2 separate regions of the Rattus norvegicus genome follow, and region 1 is linked to region 2. Evidence: chromatin contacts called from public Hi-C data. All regions are on one chromosome and are shown on one strand. The core of a region is the stretch at or near the end of the contact, and the rest is flanking DNA. Distances in the headings are between cores, read along the strand shown. Region 1 holds the start of Psmg3 (proteasome assembly chaperone 3). Region 2 holds the start of Mad1l1 (mitotic arrest deficient 1 like 1).

The links. Hi-C and Micro-C count contacts between places; a contact is called where the count stands out from the background.
Region 1: a contact with region 2 is called in a Hi-C map of psoas muscle, with 4 times the contacts expected there. The contact joins the promoter of Psmg3 here to the promoter of Mad1l1 in region 2. A contact is called at or near these places in 3 of 12 Hi-C or Micro-C datasets (hepatocytes, prefrontal cortex and psoas muscle).

Annotation. Positions count from the first base shown.
Region 1 is chr12:19,921,202-19,926,819 of GRCr8, forward strand. Psmg3 (proteasome assembly chaperone 3) reads left to right here and starts at 2,087. Exons shown (of 3, transcript NM_001399013.1): 1 at 2,087-2,166; 2 at 2,613-2,849; 3 at 4,521-5,004. The coding sequence starts at 2,634. The coding sequence ends at 4,673.
Region 2 is chr12:19,430,434-19,436,091 of GRCr8, forward strand. It overlaps Mad1l1 (mitotic arrest deficient 1 like 1), which reads left to right and starts at 4,349. Exons shown (of 18, transcript NM_001109387.1): 1 at 4,349-4,392.

The DNA.
Region 1 (5,618 bases), core at 837-3,336, 490 kb after region 2:
AGAAATAAGAAATAAAATAAAATCCTCAAAGCCATATTTTAAAGCCTGGGAATCTGGTACAGCCTGCAATCCCAGCAATCCTAGACCTGTTCCCTAGTCTTGCTGACAGCCAGGCTAACTGAACTAGTAAACTCTAGGCCAGGCCTGGCTCAAGAAACAAGGTGTAGGGGACATGGTGACAGCACACACCTTTAACCCAAGCACAGACAAATGAATGAGACCAGGCCAGCCAAGGCTGCACAGTGAGAATCTGCCTCCAGAAGAGAAAAAAGAGGGAGTGAGAGAAGGAAAGAAAAGAACAAAAGCCAGAAAGAAGATGTGTGGACAGATCCTGAGGAAACTGACCTCTGACCTCCACGCATATGTACACACACAAAAGAATGAGGTTATATTATTCTTGAAAACAGATGAATCTGAACAGAATCATGTCAACCAAATTAGGCCAGTCTCAGAACGACAGATACTGTATATTTTCTCTAACTGGTGGTTCCTAAAACGGTGTGTGTGTGTGTGTGTGTGTGTGTGTGTGTGTGTGTGTGTGTGTGTGTTTAGGAAAACAAAGAGACCTAACAGAAAGGGAGGGGGAAAGGGCAGTGGGGCAGTGGGAGGGAATGGGGGTGGGGGATATGTTCCATTTACAATCTCTACTTCTAAGAAATAATTGTTTTAATTTAACAGCTCACCATTAAGAGCATTTGTTGGGGTTGGGGATTTAGCTCAGTGGTAGAGCGCTTGCCTAGCAAGCGCAAGGCCCTGGATTCGGCCCCCAGCTCCGGAAAAAAATAAAAAAGAAAAAAAAAAAAAAGAGCATTTGTTGCTCTTGCTTCCCATCGCCTACATGACAGCCCATAACTGTCTATAACTCCAATTCTAGGGAGTCCAGCGCCCTCTCCTGGCCGCTGTGGGTACTGCATGCACGCGGCATTACAGGAAGGCAAAAATACTCATGTAAATAAATAAGAAAACAAACAAATACTGTCTAATTCTTTTAAGTATCCTGCAAGATGAGCAATAATTAATATAAATGAGACTTGTTCCTCAATACCCAAAAGAAAGAAAGAAAATGAAGGAAAGAGGGAAGGAGAAAAAAGATTAAATGAGGGCTGGAGGGCTGGAGAGATGGCTCAGTAGTTAAGAGCACTGAATCCTCTTCCAGAGATCCTGAGTTCGGTTCCCAGCAACCACATGGTGGCTCACAACCATCTATAATGGGATCTGATGCCCTCTTCTGGTGTGTCTGAAGACAGCTACAGTGCACTCACAGACATAAAATAAATCTCTTTTTAGAAAAATGAGGGTTGGTGAATGCTTGCTTAGCTTACATAAATTCCCGGATGTTATCCTCATACCGAGTAACCATGCGTGTGGTGCATTCCAGTCATCTCTGTACTCAGAAGGTGGAAGGAGGAGAATCAGAAGTTCAAGATTGGGGTTGGGGATTTAGCTCAGTGGTAGAGCGCTTGCCTAGGAAGCGCAAGACCCTGGGTTCGGTCCCCAGCTCCGAAAAAAAAGAACCAAAAAAAAAAAAAAGTTCAAGATTTTTCTCAATCAACCTAGGATACTTGCGACTCAAAATAAATAAGAGGAGAGGAAGGGAGGAGGAGGGGGACGAGGAGGAGGAGGAGGAGGAGGAGGAGGAGGAGGAGGAGGAGGAGGAGGAGGAGGAGGAGGAGGAGGAGGAGGAGGAGGAGGAGAACCCAGAACTCGGGAGGGGCAGGCCTCCCTCTGAGTTAGAGGCCATCCTGGTTGACATTGTGAGTTCCAGGACAGCCAGGGCTACGCAGAGATACCATGACTAAAAAAGGCAAAATGGACAGACAGACAAAATAAGTTACTATAAAGTGTTCCTTAGCCAAAGCCAGGTACACACCAAGTGAAAATAAATATTAATTCTTATTGCCATCCCAGTCCACAGCTAGGACACAAAGTCCCCTACATTGGGGTTCAAGCACCGCCCACGAGGTCCTGAAGCTCGACAGGCACATTGTCCCTTTAACACGAAGCTTGGACTTCTCCTTTGCAGCGCGGAACGGAAGGCTCTGGGACTGCGAGGATCCAGGGACCTTAGGCTCAACGGACCGGAACCGGAAGTTCTCGCCAGCGCTTCTGCCAAGCCAGAGCTAGCTGAGTTGCTCACTGAGACATCTTTCTGGCACTGCTAGTGTGGTGAGCGCTGGTTGCTGAGGGTTTTGGTCCCAATTGCTGTCAGTAGTGATCCAGCCATTCCCCAGTCCAGTGCGGCCGGGGTTCCCCGGTGAGCTCGGCGGTTTCCCTCATCCCTCGTATCTAGAAGTGGAAGACCGCTAGTCATGGGAATGGCCATAATTGCAAGCAGCGCGGCGGAACAAAGAATCCTAACAAAAGCCTCATGAGCATGCGCACACTTGCTTTTGAGTTGGGGCGTGGTATTGATAATAGGGTCTCTCCGGTGTAGTTCAGGCTGGCCTCGAAGTCGGGATTCTCCAGCCTCAGCCTCCCTTGTGCTGGGATGACAGACATGTGCCACCATTTGCAGCTTGAAATGGGTTGTTCAACGTTTCTGCTTTGGAGCTCCAGGTTATATCAGACTCTGATCGCTTCATCCCTCTTTTTCTTTTCTTTTAAAACTAAAGCCTCCATTGAAGAACGGAGCCATGGAAGACAAACCACTGGTAGTATCTAAACAGAAGACAGAGGTGGTATGCGGTGTGCCCACCCAGGTGGTCTGCACGGCCTTCAGCAGCCACATCCTGGTTGTGGTGACCCAATTCGGGAAGATGGGTACGTTAGTCTCCTTGGAGCCCAGCAATGTAGCCAATGACATCAGCAAACCAGTGCTCACCACAAAAGTCCTTCTCGGGCAGGACGAGGTAATGGAGTTGAATCTTTTTTTCTGGTGTCATTTGTCCCATTTGACACCCATAGGGATATGGGGTGTCTGGTAGGCACACTTCCACACACACCCAAGGTATGGTATGCACAGTGAGCATTTTTCAGGATCTTTCTGATCTGAGGTGTCCCGGCTAGCCCGAGCCATGCTTCTCGCAGCGCGTCAGCATTTTACTGAGCACTCGGGGAGGTATTGATTTTTAGGACACAGCCATCTCCTCAGTTTGACCCTGTCTGATGGCGTGTTTATGTCTGCTTCTTGAGTCTTGGCAGCAGCCCCTTCGGAGTCTGTCTCGATTAGCGTTAACCAGAGAGATGGTAGGCAGAGGCACCAAGGAGAAATCTTAATGATGCCTCGTGGGCAGTTCGCTGTGTCTGCTCCGTGCAGTCCACTTGGCACTCTGAGTCACTGCTGTCTTAGCTTAGGGGATTTAGGGGAAAGCATGAGAAGCTGGTCTGGGTCCCTTAAGGAAAGCATCAGAAAAATACAGTGTCTGACCTGGGTGTGGCTATACATACCTTGTCATCCTCTCAGGAAGGAGGCCGCAGCAGAACTGCAAGTTTGTGGTCAGACTGAGTATACAGTGAGCTTGAGGCCAGCTAGGGATAGACCCTGCTTCCCCCCACCCTCCCCCACCCCCAAAAAAGAAGAAAAGAAAAAACCACTGGTTATGGTGATATGCTGGCTGGTGTAGTCCCAGCACTCAGGAGGTGGGACCAGGAGAATCAGGGTTCAGTTTCATTTCCAGCTCCATAACTTGGGCTACATGACACCCTTTATTAAAAGGTAGGAAACATTGAGATGGCTCGGGGCTAAAGGCATGCAAGCCTGATATTCTAATATTATATATTAGTGGAGACTAATATGGCTGTGTGCACATCTTTAATCTTGGCACTTGGCAGATTGAAGTAGCCTGGTCGACATAGCAAGTTCCAGATCAGACAGGGCTACCTTAGTGACCTCTTCTCTCAACAACAATAGGTAAATAGTGAACTCTTGTCTCATCGAAAACAAATACATGAATGAATAAATACATCAATGGAGACTGAGGAAATCCCTCAGTTCATAAAGTGCTTGCAAGCACAACCTGAGTTTGATCCTCAGAACTCACACAAAAAGGCTAGGTGTGGGGCCGGGCTTGGTGGCACATGCCTTTAATCCCAGCACTAGGGAGGCTGACTCAGGCCGATCCGGGTAGGTTTGAAGCCAAGTTCTAGCAAGGGCTACATAGAGAGACCCTGTCTCAAAAAACAAAAACAAAAAGCCTGCCAATGTGGTCCATTCCCGGAAGGCAGAGACAGAAGGACCCCGGGGCTTGCTTCTCAGGCATTCTGGCCTAATTAGTGACTTGCAGGTCAGTAAGAGATCCTGCCCCAGAGTAGATGCTTGGCATTCTGAGGATGATTCCTCAGGTTGTCCTCAGGCCTCCTCATACACGCACACGCACACACTCACTTAAAAAAAGGACAAACAAATAAAGCTGGATGTGTTAGCACAAGAGGCTGAGGCAGATGATTGCCACGAGTTGGAGGCCAGCCTGGGCTATATATGCATTCCATGATACTACAGAACACCACAACATGTCTTTACAAAAAGAAACAGATGTGGTTTCGTGTAGTCATGGCACTATCTTCTTTCCCTCCTTCCCCAGCCTCTCATCCATGTCTTTGCAAAGAACCTGGTAGCATTCGTGTCTGAAGAAGCAGGAGACAGAGCCGTCCTCCTGGCCATGGCTGTGAAGGAGAAGAACATGGAGAGGCTGAAGGCCTTGAAGGAGGTGATCCGGCTGTGCCAAGTGTGGTGACCCGCAGTCAGCAGTGCAAGACGCTCCAACATGGCGGACTCTCTGTGAGCGAGGTCTTGGAACCTGTCTTTCCAGCACCAGGACAGAGCTCCTTCTCTGCCGTTAGCCCTCGAAGCTGGAAACAGCCTTCTAGTCCCAGGGCAGTCTCCCTGCATGGCTACTGTGTTCTGCCTGGGGTACTGGAAACGGTTCTGGGCTGCAGCAGGTGCATCCACTGAGTGGAAATAGCGGCCAGTTATGGGGACTGGTAACCCCGGGTGTGCGGCAGCACTTGTGGGAAGACTTTTTTATTAAAAATAAATCTAAAGTACTTGGCTGGCCTTCTCAGTGATCCTGAGACGTTATGGGCATATTTAGAGACTCACTTCAGGACACCTGAGGCAGGAGGGAAACCTATTCAGCTAAAGTGCAATACGTGGTTGCTGGGTGTGAGGTAGATCCTAGGCATGCGTTCAGCCAGCATTGGGTACTGTCCCTCCTGTGCTGGGGCCATGGGCATGTGGCAAGCAGACTAAGGGTGGCCATGCAGGTGGGTCCCTAAGGATGGGCTGGATGGGAGATCCAGAGATGGGGGGGGGGGGCTGGGGGAGCAGAAACTCAGAGAGGAGGAGAGGTTCTGACATAGGCTGGCTTTTGTGCCCAGAGTTGTCGGGGTCTCCTGCCATAGGGATGGGGGTGGTCCCTGATCACAGCTGAGTGGGAATTTCTAAAGTCCAATGGAGAATCTGCCCTGACATTCTGATGGTCACCAGTGGAGAAGAGACCGCAGAAAGGCCAGGTAGAGAACCAGAGCCTTTCCAGGGCTCAGGATGTCACCCTTGTATTCAGGAAATGACAGACTTGCTGACTTGGTGTCCTCTAGGTCCAGAGATGGGCAGTAAACTTGTCTGGCCACTTTTCACTTAGAACAAGTCAGGACTAGCTAGCCGCAAGTATTGATCCTTC
Region 2 (5,658 bases), core at 3,099-5,598:
ACAAAGTGTTGGTGCAAAACATGGCTCTCACTTCAAAGGACATACGAGTTTATTCCAGAGCCCGATCTGACTAACTGGCTAAGGAATACACATTTAGTAAGTTTTTATAATAACAGAGAAAAGTCCTAAGTCGAAACACTTTTCTCAGTTTTTGTTTTCGAGATAGGGTTTCTCTTTATATCCCCCCTGGCTGGCCTGGAGCTCTCATATAGACCAGGCTGGCCTCTAACTCAATCCACTTGCCCTGGCCTCCTGAGTGCTGGAATTAAAGGCGGACACCATCACCACCACCGCCTAGCAGTCAGGCCAGTTTTTCAAATACACTGGTAGAAACTAAGTAGGTTTCTCTGCACAGCTACAGCACTGCAGAGAAATCTGGGCTATATGCCTTAGCTATTATCTGATGACATTTATTTAGCCTTTTAGTTGATGGATATTAGAGGTTGTTAAGTTAATGCATTCTGAGAGGTTTTATCTGTTACTCACAGGATATTAGGTCAGATACACAAGTGGGCAAGGAATGGCTATTTAGGGAGGCTGAATAGTCGAAACTAAGTTCTCATTAGGCTCAACATTTGCAGCCTCCCAGCCTCCCCACAAATCTGGAGGTGCTGATTAGTCAGTCAGCCCTGCAGCAGCTTCCGTAGAAAGCACAGTTTCTTAGTGGAAGTTCTCCTCCTTAAAAGATACTGTTGGGGGCTGGAGAGATGGCTCAGTGGTTAAGAGCACCCGACTGCTCTTCCAGAGGTCATGAGTTCAATTCCCAGCAACCACATGGTGGCTCACAACCATCTGTAAAGAGATCCGATTCCCTCTTCTGGTGTATCTGAAGACAGCTACAGTGTACTTACATATAATAAATGAATAAATCTTTAAAAAAAAAAAAGATACTGTTGGAGGGCTGGAGAGGTGGCTCAGCGGTTAAGAGCACCCGACTGCTCTTCCAGAGGTCCTGAGTTCAATTCCCACAACCACATGGTGGCTCACAACCATCTGTAAAGAGATCTGATGCCCTCTTCTAGTGTATCTGAAGACAGCTACAGTGTACTTATATATAATAAATAAAATAAAATAAAAAATAAAATAAAAAAGAAATTCAGTTGTCCTTTAAAAAATTAAAAAAAAAAAAGATACTGTTGGAGATGGAGAGTTGGCTTAGTGGTTAAGAGTACTTGTTCTTGGGTTGGGGATTTAGCTCAGTGGTAGAGCGCTTGCCTAGCAAGCACAAGGCCCTGGGTTCGGTCCCCAGCTCCGGAAAAAAAAAAAAAAAAAAAAGAGAGTACTTGTTCTTATGTAGATCTCTCCTGAGAGACACAGCTAGAATACAGCAAATACATAGGCGAATGCCAGCAGCAAACCACTGAACTGAGAACGGGACCCCCGTTGAAGGAATCAGAGAAAGGACTGGAAGAGCTTGAAGGGGCTCGAGACCCCATATGAACAACAATGCCAACCAACCAGAGCTTCCAGGGACTAAGCCACTACCCAAAGACTATACATGGACTGACCCTGGGCTCCAACCTCATAGGTAGCAATGAATAGCCTAGTAGAGCACCAGTCGAAGGGAAGCCCTTGGTCCTGCTAAGACTGAACCCTCAGTGAACGTGATTGTTGGGGGGAAGGAGGTAATGGGAGGGAGAGGAGTGAGGGGGAGGGGTTAAGTGTGTAAGTGGCACAGGCTGGGTCCCAACAAGCCAGGCTTGGCCACTCCCCCTCAATAATTTCAAAGAGCCAAGTTGATAGCAAATCAGAAAAAGGGAATTGGGGGCTGGAGAGATGGCTCAGTGGTTAAGAACACTGACTGCAGGGGTTGGGGATTTAGCTCAGTGGTAGAGCGCTTGCCTAGCAACCGCAAGGCCCTGGGTTCGGTCCCCAGCTCTGGGAAAAAAAAAAAAAAAAAAGAACACTGACTGCTCTTCCAGAGGCCCTGAGTTCAATTCCCAACAACCACATGGTGGCTCACAACCATCTGTAATGGGATCTGATGCCTTCTTCGGGTGAGTCTGAAGACAGGTACAGTGTATTTACATATAAATAAATCTTAAAAAAAAAAAAAAAGGGAATTTGCCCAGTGTGGCCTCAGTGGGAAGAGGGACACGAAGCTCGATCTAGTGTGTCCCCAAGTCCCAGTGTCAGGGGTCTAAGGTTGATGAAGAAGATTGGAAGATTGAAGAGAAAGGCAGGAGGAGGCTGTGTGTTCAGTCCCATCAGTGTCTCAGCACTGATCTTTGCTCACCCTCAGCTGACAAACAAGAAATCATTCTTCTGGAGAGTTCTTCCAGGTGTTAGCCTTTTCCTTGGGAGGATATCTAGTGTCTTGTGGCTCTTTCTCTTTTTCTAAAGATTTATTTATTACCTTTAGGTAATATCAGTGCTCTATCTGTATGTACACCCGGAGAAGGCATCAGATCCCATTACAGATGGCTGGGAGCCACCGTGTGGTTGCTGGGAATTGAACTCGGGACCTCTGGAAGAGCAGTCAGTGCTCTTAACCGCGGAGCCATCTCTCCAGCCCTCGGCCCTTTGCTTCAATAGTCTGATAACCAAAGGGCCAGTTGAGGAGCAGGGCTGTTTCAGGACACTCAGAAGGCTGATGGGTTGCTGTGAGGTCCAGGCCAACCTGGGGTACAGGGTAAGATTCTGTTTCTCAGCTTGACCCCAAAATACAACATTCATCTCAAAACGGATGCAAGAATCTTTTGTGTTTATTTATTTTTGAAAGATTTATTATTTTATATATAATGAGGAAACCGTTGCTGTCTTCAGACACACCAGACACATTACAGACAGATTACACATAGTTGTGAGCCACCATGTAGTTGTGGGAAATTGAACTCAGGACCTCTGGGAGAGCAGTCAATGCTCTTCACGGTTTAGCCATCTCTCCAGCCCAATGTTTTTACTTTTTGGTTTTTCCAGGTAGAGTTTCTCTGTGTAGCTCTGGGTGTCCTGGAACTTCCTTTGTAGTCCAGGCTGGCCTTGAACTCACAGAGAAACTCCTGCCTCTGCCTCCAGAGTGCTGGGATTAGACACATGTGCCACTACCACCGAGATGGACAGGTCGTTTATTCTTGAGCCAAATGTCCCAGAAACACAGACTTAAAATTAAGTTACCCCAAATTCCATGTTCCAGTCTGGAAGCAGTGAGGAAATTTTTATAGTAACAGAATAAAGAAAGTCATGAATCAAGGCACTTTAAAAATACATTGGTGGGGGACAGGCGGCGCATTACTTTATTCTCAGCAGTTGGGGGTGGGGTGCAAAGGCAGGTGGAGGCAGCCTTGAGGCACACAGAGAAACCCTGCCTTTAAAAACCCAAACCAGACAAATCAAAACAAAACGAAACAAACAACAACAAAAACCAAAGCAAACAAAATCTTTCTTGGTGGTGGGGCGGAGAAATGGCTCGGGTTAAGATCATTGGTTGCTCTTCGAGAGACCCCAGATTCAATGCTCAGCGCATACATCTTGGCGCATAGACATCTAACTCCCATTTCAGAGGATCTGTTGTCCTCATCTGGTCTCTATGGGCATCATGTATGCACACAAAACACCCATAAAATAATAAAACATGAAAACAAATAGACTAGTGGAAGATTTAAGTAGGCAGTTATAGCAAAGCAGAGAAATAGCAGCTATATGCTTCTCATGCAGTTCGTGGGCTTTTGGTTGGTAGAAACTGGGTTTTAATGTATTCCAAGAGGTTTTTATCCATAAGTCACAACACGTTAGAGCTGACACAGAGGCGGGTAAGCAATGGGTATGACGGGGGTTAAAGATAGAGCCCAAGACAAATTACAACAGGCTCTGGACCGGCAACGTTACCGAAGGCAACCAGCCAATCCGCCTTTACAGTCACAATTTCTTCCCAGGAATTCTCATTTACAAAGGAAAGAAAATGAAACAAGCTAACCAATCAAAACACCGCCCCAAACAAAACAACCTGTGTATACATACACAGTGGCAAGATTCAGAGAAAAATCAACTTTCCAAAGCTATGTTTACTTTCCATGCCCAGCAGTTGTGGTGCAAGCCTTTTAATTCCATCCAGCACTAGGAAGATCTTTGTGAGTTAGAGGCTACACAGAGAAACACTGACACAAAAGCAAAACAAACGTTCCCTCCCAAGCAGTGCTACTCCACACATTACGGCGCACTGGGTGGCGTTCGAAGAGCGCCCTGAGGGACAGGCACCCTGGCTCAGTGTGGTTTCCAGCCCCTTGGCAGGACAGCAGTTGTTCTCAGGACACGCCTGTGGCGCGCATATTTGATTCTTTACGGGCCGTTTTCTCAGATCTCGCGAGACCCTCGCGGAAGTCTCGCGATACATAGGCACCGGCGGAGAGGAGGGAGATCTGAGCCGCTGCTGCAGCACTCGGCTCCTCAACTCGGGTAAGTGGCCGAGTGGTCGGGTCTGCGAGTTCCCCAGGCGCTGCGCGCGCTGCCCGACCGTACCGACGCCATGGGAAGGAGCTGTCCGCTGCCTTCCGGCATGCACACAGTCCGAGTCGATCCTGTCGCGCGACTTCCCTTTGCGGGGTCTTCCGTGTCGTGCTCCCGGGGCCGCTGTGGACCCCCGTGTCCCGTTGCAGGGCGCGGGTAGGCGTGCCTGGACCGGAACCGGGGCGGAGGGGACCGAGTGGTCTGCTGTGGGCTGAAGGGCTCCCGGGGTTGGAGTCAGTTACCTTGTAGATCCCAGGGATCGAACTCAGATTGACAGTCTTGGTGGCAAGCCCTCGTAAGCGCTGAGTCGTATGTCAAGCCCTCTCTGTCTCTGTCTCTCTGTCTCTCTGTCTCTCGTCTCTCTCTGTGTCTCTTTCTGTCTCTCTGTGTGTATGTGTGTGCCTGTTTTTGGCAGTACTGTTGATTGAACCTCGGACCTTATGCACTCCATCACTAAACTATGTCCCCATCCCTTTTAAAAGTTAATTGATTGGCTGTGTGTGTGTGTCTGTCTGCCTGCCTGCCTGTCTGTCAGTCTGTCTGTCTGCCTGATTTTGGCAGTACTGTTGATTGACCTAGGACCTTATGCACTCTACCACTGAACTATGTCCACAGCTCTTTTAAAAATAAATGGACGGGCTAATTAATTAATTAGCAAATTAATTAATTAATTAATTGTGTGTGTGTTTGCCGGTGTATACCAGGCTACCGGTGGAGGGAGGTTAACTTAGTTCTCTTCTTCCTCTGTATGGATCCTAGAGATGGAACCTTGCTTGTCTGTCTAGCCCTAAAGTGCATTGCAGATTGAGCTGTTTTTTGGGCCCCCTTCTTCCCCCGCAGTTCATAGGATTGAGCCTAGGGCTTCATGCATGCTAAGCAGTTACCGACTCTGCTGCCTCCTCAGCCCGATTCTTACTTTTTCCTCTTAATTTTTATTCTGTGACGGGACTTCCCAAGTGTTCCAGGCTGGCCTTGAACTTGCAACCAGCCTTTGAATTTGTCTCAGCCTTCTGAGTACCTGGGATGACAAGCCTGTGTCACCAATTGCCAGGTTTTTAGGCTGTGCCTTGGCTGAGACCAGAAAGAAGGTGTGTGCATACCTGTTAAGTCAGAAGCCATCCAGGGCAGCTGGTGTTCTGGAAGGTCTGTTGCCTGGAAGTTCAGGGTTCCTGTAGAGAGGGTACAGTTTGAGGTGACGATTTAGTTACCTGTGTG